3 separate regions of the Oryctolagus cuniculus genome follow, and all the other regions are linked to region 3. The links are chromatin contacts, called in public Hi-C and Micro-C maps. All regions are on one chromosome and are shown on one strand. The core of a region is the stretch at or near the end of the contact, and the rest is flanking DNA. Distances in the headings are between cores, read along the strand shown.

Region 1 (4,097 bases), core at 753-3,252, 170 kb before region 3:
GGCTTTGATCCGCAACTACTCTGCTTCTTCGCAAAGTTCCTGCAGCTCTGGGAGAACACATCAAGGGCAGAAACGCCTCCCAAGAAGCCGCTAGCGGGGTGCCGGGGTTTGCAGAGACGTAGAGGGCGCTTCTGCCACCTGCTCTGCTCCCCAGATCTGCTGGCCCGGCCACCGACTGCTCGTCCCACACAAGCCTTGCACAACCAGGCTCCCTTTCCCTAGGTTTCAGCTGCAGTTCTCGGAACCAAGACAACTCATCTCACACTGAAAACGGAGTGCATCCAAGGGAATCGCAGGGAAAGCCACCGTGAGCGGCGTTTACAGGATAAATACCTTTTTTTTTTTTTTATTCCTTTTAAACCAGCAGGTCTAATGCGCATTTCGGAAGGCAACCCCGCCAGCGGACAACTTCTGGGGAAAAAAAAGAGCCTGGCCCGGCACCGGGCGAGCGCCCCCTGGTGGCCGGACGAGCCACACGCGCAGAGGCGCCACTCTTCCCCGCAGACTGGATAGACTCGGACAAGTGGCGAGCGGCCCGGGCCAGAGGCCCGGCTGTCGCACCCCCGCGGCCCCAAGGACGCCGCGTCGCGGGCAGACATAACCTCGTCCGACCTTCCCAGAGCAGTTGGGGGACGTAGGCGCCTGCCCTTGCCCATCTCTGGTTCCAAATCCCAGGGGAGGAAGGAAGGGAGCCCTAGAGAAACATGGAGAAGGCAGGGAGAGCGCCAGGGACATTCTGCAGCAGGAACCCGGGGTCGCGTGGAGGAACGAAGCGCCATGGTGGACCCCCGTGTGGGGCAGAGCTGTGCAGGTGCTGCTCGGGACCTGCGACCTAGCAGGCAACTGCTTCCCCGCCTTTAAGTCCTCAGAATGCGCGGTTAGAGGTGTGCGTGCGCGCATTTCGATCCGCCACCGGGGCTCCCACGTGCAGGCACGTTTCTGAGCAAATGCACGTGCATATGTATAGGACTTTCTACTGAATGCCTTCAGCACGGGCCGTGGGGGCTTCCGGAGAAGGGTGGGAAGGGACAGATGACTGCTGACCGGGCCGCGGAGAGACCCGCGCCGGGAGCGCCCTCCCCCCACCCCCATCTCGGAAGCCCACGACAGCGCCCCGAGATCGCCGAGCTGACTTTGAAGAGCAAGGCTGCAGCCTCTCCCTCGGCTGCTGCGTCCGGCGACGCAGAGAGCTCTCCCTGCAGCCACCGTCTGTCTCCCTTAAAACACGAAAATTCTAATAAACTCCCAGTCGCCACAATCCAGCCTGAGCAGGAGGTACTTGAAACCCGAATCTGCATTCCGCTCCTCTCGTACAAGGCTCGGAGGTGGGGGAGGCGCGGCTGGGGCCGGTGCCTGGTGTATAATCGGGTTAATCCGGGAGACAAAGAATAAACCAATAGCCCTCCCACCGCACTTCCCGCTCCCCTTCCCCCACCCCCACCGTGTAGAGGGGGAGCAGCCGAGGGGCGAGCAGACTCGAAATGGATTCCGGATGAAGTCTTAAAAACCTGCAACTTGTTTTTCATTGCTAACGCGGCACGGCCCCGATCAGTCTCTCTGGCGGCGAGAGAAAGTTCCATAAATCAGTCCGAGCCTCCGGCTCATCCTCCTGGCCTCGGGGGGTGTCAGGGGTGGGGGTTGGGGGGGGCCTTAAGGTCAGTGTTTCCTTGAAGCTGGATAAACCGACCCCGTCGCGCGCAGCCGGGCTCCGCGGGCGCCCCGCGGGACGGCAGGAGCGGCCCGGGGACGCGCGGGGCGGCGCGGTTGCCCTTTTGAATGCCTCCTGCGGCTCGGCGCGCTGGCGGGCGCTGGAGTGTGAGTGAATGTAGCCCCGCGGAGCCAATGAGCTGGGACCGGATGCGATATATCCTCTGGGACAACAACTGCTCTGTTCCGCCTCGGATCCACATGACGCCATTTACTGCTGCCGCGGCCGCCGCAGAACTCCCTGCCTCCTCCGGAAAGGCGAGGGCGCAGGCCAACAGCGAGCCCCCCCGGCCGGGCCCCAGACCCCCCTCCTCCTCCGCCTCCTCCTCCTCCGCCTCCCCCTCCTCCTCCTCCTCTTCCTCCTCCTCCTCGGCACCCACCGCCCCCGCCTCGGCCTCGCTGCCGAGCCTCCACAACGCCCAGTCTGCACCGCCCAGAGCTGCGCGCCGCAGCGCGAGCGGAGGAGAGGGGCCGGCGGAGCGCGCAGCGCCCAGGCCCCCGCGCCCGCCCGGCCCGGCTCGCGGCCGCCCGCGCCTCCGTGCCACCGCTGCGCCGACGCGGCCGGGGCCGCACGCCTTGGCGATCTGGCTTCTAGGGTCTTTCTGTAAGGCCACTTTATTTTCTCATTCGCTCATCTGCCAAGAACGGGGACTCGCTGTTGGCGCTTCGGCCTCTTGTTCATTGAGAAAAAAAAAAAAAAAAAAGGAAATACTCCGCGTGCGCTTCTGCAAGGGGGCTCGCCTCCAGCCCTGAAACCCGGAGTTGTTCATCGGCGAGGGACTTGGCTCCGAATTTTTCGCTCGTATTTTTCTGTTTTGTTTTGTTTCCTCCCGCCGATTGCTCGAAAGTTGGACTGAAGCAAAGTTTGGAAAAAAAGGGGGGAAAAAAAGTTTGCATCGGGGCTGGATTTATTTGCACATCGCAGAAAGAAGAGACTCCAAGGGAGAGGGGTTGGTGCAAAGCCGCGATCACGGTGAGGCGCGTTTCGCTCTTCCTCTGCTGGCGCCGTGGCTGGCGCGGTGTGGGCAACATGGAGTAGGTGCAGTTGGACCGGGAGTGGGGTCTGCCTCTCCCCCGAGCCTCGCTTTCTCAAACCCCGCAGGTTGCCGGCGAGCTGCCGGCAGATTTCCCTGGCCGAGGACCTGGGCTCGGCCTGCCTGGGAGGGGGCTGCAGTGTGCGCCCCGAGCGATGTCCCCCAGCCGGCGACCCTGCGCTCCCGCGCGCTGTGGGCTTGGGTCGGAGGACGGCTCTCCCCTGGTCTGTTCCCAGCCCTGCGTCGACCGCGAATTCGGCGCTGAGAGCGGGAGACGGAGGGAAAGCACTTTGTGCTTCTCTGGCCGCCGTTGCGGGCGCTAGCATTTCTAACCTGTTCCTCCCTCCTTGCGAGGCAAAGTTTTCTGGGGGAGCCTGTCCCGGGGCGGGGGCGCCGGTGGGGCCGGGGTGCGTGGGGTGCTCGCCCCACGCGGGCAGTAGGCCCCGCGGGTGGAAAAGGGGCGAGGGTGCGTGGTGCAGGCAGCCCCCGCCGCTGCCCTCTGTGGACAGTCTGGCCCACTGAGGGTGGGAGCGTCGCCCAGCCTGGCGCCGAGGCTCTGCGGTTCGGAAGTGCAGCTTTCTCCTTTTTCCGTTCCCCGTGATCGGCCTGGGTCACGCTTTTTTTGGGGGGGGGGGGGTGGAGGGGAGAGCTTGGGTTGACCTAGTACATTAGGAAAGTCATCGAGTGTGTGCGATCGTTTTGCATGACCTGAAAGTAGGTGGCAGATGAGGCTCGTTTGTAAGTTCTCCGGTTTATGTTGTAGTCGCTGTCGTTTAATTTGGGATCTTGTGCACTTTTTTTTTTTACAAAGCGGTTTCTGTGTCGGTTTGCCCCACCCTAAGTGCTGAAGTCCTTTCCCCCCCTAATCCTCAGTCTGATCACACACTGTTCTTAATGGGGTTTTCAAAGCACTTCGAGAGGGAGGGGGGACCGGGGAGACGGGGAGAGAGCCGAGGGGGAAAGGGGGGGCTGCAAGGAGGAGGCCGGGGATCGGCAGAAATCACTTTTTTTTTTCCGCTTCCCAAAGATGCTACTTTACACTGTATGCAAATCTACCTCTAAAGTTTCCAACCCAGGGACTGGATCCTGCACGCCTGGCGTAGGCTCTGGGCCCTGGGGGAGGGGGACGGGTTATTTTTTTTTTTTTTTTTAATTAAACTTTAAGAAACAGATCATTCCTGTTTCCCTTCCCCTCGACCCAGGAGACCGGCGTGCGCGCTACAAGCCATGCCCGCTTCAGTCGGTGCGGCGTGCAGTGGCCGCGTGCGCGTGGGTCAGACTCCCCGGGCTCCATTGGAAACCTGAGCTCCACGTTCGCGGACCCCTGCAGACGCGTCGTGGGCTGCGTGACCTCTG
Region 2 (4,156 bases), core at 1,338-3,837, 190 kb after region 3:
AGCAAAGATAGAGAAAAACACAGAGATTTTTCATCTGCTACTTCATTCCCCCAAGGTCCTACCATACCCAGAAGCTGGGAGCCCAGAACCCAATCTTGATCTCCCACATGGGTGTCAGGGATGCAAGCCCTTGAGAAATCACCTGCTGCCTCCCCAGGTTTTCATTAGCAGGAAGCTAGAGCCAGAAGTAGTGTTGGGTCCCAAACCCAAGCACTCTAATATGGGATGCAGGCTTCTCAAGCAGAATCTTAAATGCTATCCCAAACACCACTCCCCAAATTGACTTTTGATGAGGATGCAAAGGGCTAATTTGAACTGACTTCTGATGAAGTCCCAGATTAATCTTCTTTCATTAGAAGAACATGTATCTTCTTTTCCTAATGTAGCCTTTTCATTAACTAGTTCTGTTTTAGACTTTAAGCCACAAGAATTAAAGAAATTCATAACTGAGAACAGAAACCATTCCCATACTTGCAATTCAGCTAGACAGTTTGATATTTTTCCTAATTTATTAAATTGTAAGGGGTGAAATAAATCATAGAAGTTTAAACATTTTTGCATTTTTAAAAGCCATACTGTGAAAAGGAAAACTTGTCCAATTTGCAAATCCTCAACAAAGAAACAAATTATTCCCTTCAGATAACATACTACATATCAGATAATAAAGGATCAATTCATCATTTATAGTTTCAGTGCATAATTCTGTAACCTGTAAGCTCTTCAGAGCCAAATCACTTATTTATTCACTGATAATACCAAACACAAAAGCCCCATTTCCCCTTCATGGGTAGAACCTTATTACGTGCCTTCATAAATGTGCAAAGGGATAGAGGCTCCTCCTCCTATTTATAAGCTGTACAGTGCATTTGTCCAGGAGCTAGTAGCCTCAGAAAATGTCTTGGTCACTTCCCATAGACATGCTCCTGCTTCCTCAGCAATGTGGAGGTGGACACACTTGTGGTGGCCTCCTCTCCTGACTCTACCTGGAGGCATTCTGGCCACTTCCCAGCTGAGGCCAGGCCCTTTCTCTGGAGCTCAAAGCCCCAGGCCACATAAGGGCAGAGCAGCCACGTCAGAGCTGCTCCTGGCACCAGGGAAAATCATTTGCCCCAAGAGGCAAACACAGCCCAGGCAGTGTCCAGAGTATCAATCCTTCCCTTCTCTGCTATAAAAGGCCCTATTGTAGGAACACAAATCATTCAGAGATGGCATGTACAATGTCTAATCACTTAATAGCCACTGAGCTCCCACTGGGTACCGGCCCCAAACTAGACACTGTCTGTAACCTGTTCACTGGAGAAACGCAGGAAGGAATATGACACAGATTTATATTCATCTCCTTTCTAGCCCACTACACCATGACAAACACACATCCTTTGATCAAACAGACAATTGAAGCCATAACCGAGATCAGAATACTTTTATCTGGGAGTTGCAAAGTAGAGGTTGGAATGCAAGCTTGGTATTCACACTGACCTTGCTGTGAATCCACCGTGCAGCCTTGAGGAGTTTACTGAAGCAAGCTGAGGTTCTCTTTCCTTGTTAGCAAAATGAAAACAATAATGTTTGCATCATAAATGCCCTAAATAACACGTTATCTAATGTAGAAGTGCCAAAATGCAGTGTGTAGAATAAGGCAGGCACTCAATAATATTAGTTCCCCTACCCATCTCTAGAATTCTACACGCCTGACAAGGTAGCTTATAGATACTCCTTAAAGAGCTTGTTTGATCTTTACACAAATCCTACTCACATGTATTTTCATTGCAGAGGCAAAATTGCATGTCTTTGAATTTCTCTTCTTTTTCCTCTTTGGAGATTTGATTGAAAAGATACACTTGTTTTTGCCAGTGACCTTAACTCTGCTCCTTGGCAAATTTTGCAAAATACCTGAAGCAGTAAAAAGGGTTAATTTTATTCCAGTGTTCCAGATGTCTTCAGCACCTTGACTTTGGTAATATACTAAGAACAGTAAGTCTTTTTAATGAAAATGAAAGGTATGCATTGTACTTAAATCTGGAACTTTTTCCCCATGAAGAAACACTGCCAGGGGGACTGCATCCCACCATTTTAGACAGGGTGAGCAATGTTTCTGCTCAGGTTTACTCTTTTTCAGCACATTTTCAGGCAACTGCAGTTGGTATCCAAGCAGTTAAAACTACATCAGCACTAATAGCTATGAGCTCATCTTGTATAAAGACATTTTTAGTTAAACACCACAATCTTGGAGGGGGGAAAAAGTTAGCGTGCTTAACCAGGCTAGCTTGGAATAGCTCACAATATGACGCATACCACAGGAAATAGAGTGGTATGAGGCACCTACAAAATATTTTTCAAACAAGTCATTGACGCTGTAAGCCCCATGCCTCAGCTTTAGGAAGTCACTTATTAAGAATCAACACCAGCCGTGCCAAGCTAAGCTTTTGCTTTTGGTGATTTTCCAATTGAATATTCAGGGCCCTGTCTCAGTCTTGTTTTCAGGGAAGTACATGCCTGGAATGTTAGCAAGCTATTTGCTGGAAAAAATGCCCACAACAGGCCCAATGTTGATCACATTAATGCGTTTGAGTGGGTATAGAGTGCAAATGATTGAAAATGCTTCCAGATCCCCGTTCCGGGGGACAAAGCAGGCTCTGTTCTCTGATCTGATGGTCATTTTTTTTTTCCAGCGGAGGATGTGGCGCAGGAAGAGGGAAGAGTGCCAATCTCTGTCGCATGGTTCCAAATAGGGCCTGGGCCTAGGCCTTTGGATGCTGATGAGTGGGAAATGAAACACAGATGGGTCAGATGGGTAAGGAGAGGGGGATTACAGGTCAAGCCAAAGAGTTGGAATAAATTAAGTGCTTATGAGGTACAGAATGGCACATTGTTTAAGTGAATGGACAGGGAAAAAAACGTTCCAGCATTGTTTGGTCCAGTGAGTGAATCCAGTCTCCCCTTCCCAGACCAGCATGGGCCAAGGGCATCCTCGGCCTCTCCCTCCGGATGGATGCGGCCAATGTGTGCCCAGAGCCTTCCTCAGGACTCCAAAGAAGCCACTTTTGTTTTATTGAATGCTAGATGTAATTTATTGAGAGAAATGTTTAGGTTCATGTGTCAGATCATGGAGAGTCAGGTTTGGGGTTCCCTAGGGGATCACTGAGAAGAAGGTGACTAACCACAAATTAATATAGCAGGGAAATAAAGTGACAAAAGAAATGTTTCATTGTGCTTGAAATATTGAACCAATTTCCCCCTTTTTAGCCTTTTAAACTTTTGCTCACAAATCAAAGAGTAGCTCAACTTACAAAAACTCAGCAGAGGTTCATGCTGCCCGGTAACAACAACAGAAAAAACTGAAGTCCAACACATTCGTCCTTAGTTCTAAGTGTCTTCACACTGTGGCACAAGACATGAGAAAGACTTTTGAAAATATTCGAAAAGAATCAGAACAATCAGAGAGAAAAATTTTCAGCACTGATAAGCATAGGCTATCTGTCCATTTTGTGCTCCAGGCATGTTAAAAAAAATCATGAAACCTCACAGTGTATATAAGCTTATTTAACATCAGAAAATCACAGGGCAGGCTCAGTAAATTGTGCTTTCCTGAAGACGCAAAATGAATAGAATGTTGAGGGCTGAAAGTGTCACATAAAGAAATAGAACTAAAGTTGCAACTGCCAACAAAATTAGAAAGTTCTGAAGCATGAAATTAATGGTTTACCTCTTAGTGTGACAAATTATTTTCAGAAGCTTATTTTCATACCAGCCATGTTTCATTTTATGGACTTGACCTTTACCAGAATATCCCACAGGCAAAGCTGGAGACAGTGGTTGTTTGCAGTCATCAGGGATATCCTGCTCTGAGTACCAGCAGCCTCTTGCTTATTGATTGGCTCACTGAAGCTCCAAAGAGCACAGAGATCATTCCAGACATGCAGTGTAGAAAGTCCTGATGCATTATGCCTTTAAAAGGCTGTGCTTTTCATTTCAGTAGGCTGGTTCAGCAAATGATACCAATTACATGTATATGCCATCTTATTTTCCACTGTGTAAGGTCATTGCAAAAGGAAGAGCTGCGTTACTTCTACTTTCAAAATTGTACCTTTTCCTCCTCATCTTCCCCCCTCCAAAACTTTTATTATGCCTATGCTGTGAGTCTTGGAAAATAACCCCC
Region 3 (4,316 bases), core at 716-3,215:
ATAGAGAGTTGCAGCTCAATGGGTATAAAGTTTCAGTTATGCAAGATAAAAAAGTCATAGAGATTTGATGTACTACATTGTGCTATTGTTGTCAATACCATATTTACACTTAAAAATTATGAGGATGGTAGATTTTAAGTGTTTTCTGCCACACTTTTTAAAAAATGGAGATGAAGGAAGGGATGGGAGAAGTAACAAACAAGGTCTATTTAACACCTTAGTTGACTGGGTCTGAATATAAATCTACTGAGGATGGCATTGTGGCCATCACTCAGGACCAGTCTTTGTCCCACTGATGGGCAGTAGGGCAGTGACCTGGGGAAGCCACCTGCTGAGAACTGGACCTACAGTAGACTGAAGGTGGAGACATCCGATTAACCCTTAACCCCTGCCCCATTTGGCCAGGCTCTCCATGTCATCTCCCTGTGACCTCTGAGTAGAGTCACCTTAACGCCACTTCCTTTTCTGGGGATGTGGACCTGTGAATGCTCACATTCTACCGTTCTTGAAATGAGTCTGGAGGAAAACTCTTTCTTTCTTTCTCTTTTCCACTTAATAGTCAAGGAGACCTCTGGTTTAGGAGAGTAGACTCGGTTACATTTTCGGCTACAAATGACTGGCTCTCAGGAACCACAGATGGAGGCTGGGGAAGTGTGGAAAATCTGATGAAGAAGGTGTGGGCCTGGCCAATGGAAAGCATTTTGGTGGGTCTAATGATTTTGGGAAAATCTCCGCAAGGCTGGAACATTTTGCCACACGTAAGTAGTTATTTCCTTAGGCTCCTGTGCATTCACTGAGAGCTCTGTGTAGCCGATGGGAGAGAGCGCTGATAAACAGCCTCAGTATGGGTTTGCCAGGAGAGAGACTGCCCTGCGGATTTCTTTCACATGTGTTGCATGTAACAAAACCTGTGTTTCTTTTTTATTTCAAACGAAATCTGCCTCATTCTTGTTCATTTGCTCTTTGGAAACACAGTTTTCTATGTCCAGAAAGCCCCTTGAGCCCTTTGAGGGAGTACTGTAAAAGGCTTTCGCCACCACCCCTTAGGCAGAAAGCAGGAAATCATGTCCTGCCAAATGCAAATGAGCTCAGGCTCAAAGGCAAAGTGGCCAAACGCTAGATGCTGTAGGCCTGGTGGAGAGCGCACCCCATCCACCTGAAGAACGCCATCAGGACATTTAAGAGGAGCAACTTCAGAACCAAAAATATGCACAGAATTGTCTCAGTTCTATGTCAGTAAACCAGGATAGCTTTTTCTGCCTTTTCGTGGCAGCTTCAGAGAGTACAAGATCAGAGGCTTCGTTTCTGCATTGTGTTCTGTCTGGGCTTCTCCTTGACTGGCATGTCCTAGCTGGTCTAAAAAAATGCTGACTGCCTGAAAGATGGCATTGACCTTGCTGAAAGAAACTAGGAACTGGCCCACTGAAAGACAGTTATCCCTCAAAGGGTTAACAGAGTCGGTTCCAAAGGAGTTAGGCAACCACCGAAACAGGATAATAAATGTGACACTCTCAGACTATCAGTAGCAAATATTTGAGCTTATCAAATAACGGAGGAAGTAGTTTAGTTACAAATAAACCAATCTCTCATAAAACAAGTTTTCACACAGGGTCATTTCATTGAGCTGGAGACAGCTAGAGGCCACTCGTAGGCAGAACTCCCACTCTGTGTACACTGTGTAACAGCCCCCTCGTGATTAATGGACAGCCAGCAGGGAGGCTGCGTGGTGCCACTCCGCAGAGAAATGGAGCTGGGCTTCCTATCAGCAGAACAACCATAAACAGCATCTCAGGATTACGGCAAGGAAGCAGTTCGTCCTCGGGAACATAGCTGGGTTTGTGTGAATTCTCCCTCATCACCCGCCTTCTTCCTCTCGCGCTCTCTCCCTTTTTTCCCCAGTATAGCAGAGACCATCGTGTCCCAGAAACTATAGTAGATGTCACTGCTTGGCACTTGCTGTGCAAAGAGAGGACAAGTATGTGGGCGTGAGGGGGAGGCGGAATGCTACTCTTAAAGGAACAGGGACTGTGCTCGCCAGGAGCTCCCATGAGGTTGTTTTCCTGCAGCCTTTGAAATCAGTTTGGGGAAAGGGTATTTATTTTGGACTCCAGAAAAAGCACACACACAAGTTTCGGGATAAGAAAACAAAACTAGAGCTCTTTCTTTCAAAGTAAAGTTCTCATTGAGATTAAGAAGAAATAAAAAAGATCTTGGCATCATTGGAGTAATTCAGCAAGGAAAAGGGGAGGAGAGACAACTGCCAGATTCTTGGTATGTGAATGTCACTTCTAATGAAATAAACACGTGAATATTTCCCTATTATGATTTCATGGAAAGTTGTCTCTATTCCTCCTACAGAGTACAAAAATAAAACATGCGGAGTATATGAAACATGGGAGTAGAAATACAAAACTTAAAAAAATTCAACAGTGACACCATCATTCGAAGGCAACCATTGTTAACACTGCAGTATATTTTCTTCCAACCTACTTTGAAAATAGATTGCTGAGACCTTAACCATATGTAGAATTGTGTTTCTTACTATTTTTACCCAATATTTTAGTGCAATCATGGCCCTGTCATGTTATCCAACCTTTTTCTTACATATAATTTTAAAGTTGCAAAACACTTGTTTTGCAATTTTCATTAACACGGGGCAGTTTTTAAAATAGGGTCATGCTAAGAGGAATGTTTGACTGCTTTATTTTTCAGTTGTATTTATTTGTTAAAAATTATCCTTAATCTGTTTCTAGTAAAAACCTGAAGGGAAAACTATGCTATTATCCTCATGGTTAACACATTAACTTTTCTATTTAAAATAAATAACCTGCTAATAGAATTTTCCACGGAACTAGAAGAGATTCTGCCCAATTCTCTAACTTTTATAATATACTTAGCCCTACTAATGCTGTTTCCAAATGCATAAGCTTTGCTGACTACCTTTCGAAGTCCAGATGAATTAAAAAGCGAAGGCCTGCCGTTCACACTCCCTCGATCCCCACCCTACCCCACCTACAGTACCTGCATTTAGATGTGTTTTGTTTACATGGAACATCTGGAACTACTTTTGATGACCACTATCTTTTCTGAGTACAGGAACTAGACACATTTCCTCTCAATCAGCCATTCTGTACAGTAATTCCACTGTGTCTCACCAACAATGCTTTTTCTGCCTTCCCTTTACTTAAAACAGAGTGAAAGCTACACTGGAGTTATTTGCATAGCAGTGGATCAGCGAACTCCAAATACTAAGCTTGCCTTCTGGAATAAGATAGATCCTTTTCCTGTTCCCAGAACTGTGGCCACTAAGGGTTAAAACACTGTGCTCATCAGCCCATGGGGGCGGAGCTGGAAGAGACTGCTCTGTCAGCTGCCAAAGGCTGGGACTCAGCTTGTTTCCAAATAGATTTCCTCCAGGACTTACTCCTCCTAGCTGGCTAACTTTGTACTTCTTGACCCATGTCACCCCTTTCTCCATCTGCCCTCCCCTTGCTCTATGGCAGAGTATGTTGACTATAGATGATAGTAATGTCTTGTATGTTGCAAAAATGCTCAAAGAGAGACTTTAAATGTTTTCACTACAGAGAAATGATTTGAAGTGGTAGATAGGCTTAACTTGATTTGATCATTCCACAATGTAACTACACATCAAAACATGGCCTAGTACCCCATAAATATATAGATTTTTAATTAGTTATTTTTAAAAAAACATTTATTTATTTATTTGAAAGTCAGTCACACAGAGAGAGCTTAAATTATTTATTAAAAACAGAATAAATCTTAAAAACTTAGATTTTCCCTAAATTATCTTTCATCATGATCCCTAGGAGGTGTATGGTAAAGGAAAGGGAGTAATTTCTTCTTAGATTAAGATTCAGATTTACCTAAATTGTCCTCTTGCATCTAAACAGGTATAATTTAGAATGTTTTGAAAGTTGCTTTTTTTTCTCTTTTGCAAAATCCAGATTGAACAATAACAGAGTTCCAAACATTTAGGTACTTACTGGGAACTTTTTGAGAAGGCAAAGCCCAAATACTGAAGCATACTGGGTTTGCATCTTATTAGTTAGTTTAAGCTTCATGTTTCTCTTAGAGATTTTCTTTAGTTAATGACAACTGTAAGCTAGTTTTAAGGAAGTCTTCAAGATAAAGAAACCCACAATTTGAATTCTGGCTTTGGAGAGATATTAATGTTTCTTTATTGTTTCCTTCAAAACATTTGCAGTTACTATTAAAAAGCAAACAAAAATATTTTATGTTTAATAACCACAGTATAAAGTGGAAATAAATGAACATTTATTGAACAAATAATAAGT

What was found. Hi-C and Micro-C count contacts between places; a contact is called where the count stands out from the background.
Region 1: a contact with region 3 is called in a Micro-C map of ear pinna, with 4 times the contacts expected there. The contact joins the promoter of SPRY2 here to the enhancer-like site in region 3. A contact is called at or near these places in 3 of 6 Hi-C or Micro-C datasets (ear pinna, psoas muscle and skin fibroblasts).
Region 2: a contact with region 3 is called in a Hi-C map of embryonic fibroblasts, with 2.2 times the contacts expected there. The contact joins two enhancer-like sites. A contact is called at or near these places in 2 of 6 Hi-C or Micro-C datasets (embryonic fibroblasts and skin fibroblasts).

The regions. Positions count from the first base shown.
Region 1 is chr9:31,925,205-31,929,301 of mOryCun1.1, forward strand. SPRY2 (sprouty RTK signaling antagonist 2) reads left to right here and starts at 2,003. Exons shown (of 2, transcript XM_051849997.2): 1 at 2,003-2,680.
Region 2 is chr9:32,281,659-32,285,814 of mOryCun1.1, forward strand. No RefSeq gene overlaps it. Among named protein-coding and RNA genes, the nearest start is that of SPRY2, 360 kb to the left of the region's middle. Within about 2 kb of position 2,588, at least 4 of the 8 cell types and tissues checked have an H3K27ac peak or open chromatin away from gene starts, as enhancers often do.
Region 3 is chr9:32,093,031-32,097,346 of mOryCun1.1, forward strand. No RefSeq gene overlaps it. Among named protein-coding and RNA genes, the nearest start is that of SPRY2, 170 kb to the left of the region's middle. Within about 2 kb of position 1,966, at least 7 of the 8 cell types and tissues checked have an H3K27ac peak or open chromatin away from gene starts, as enhancers often do. A contact at or near this core is called in ear pinna, where this site is marked.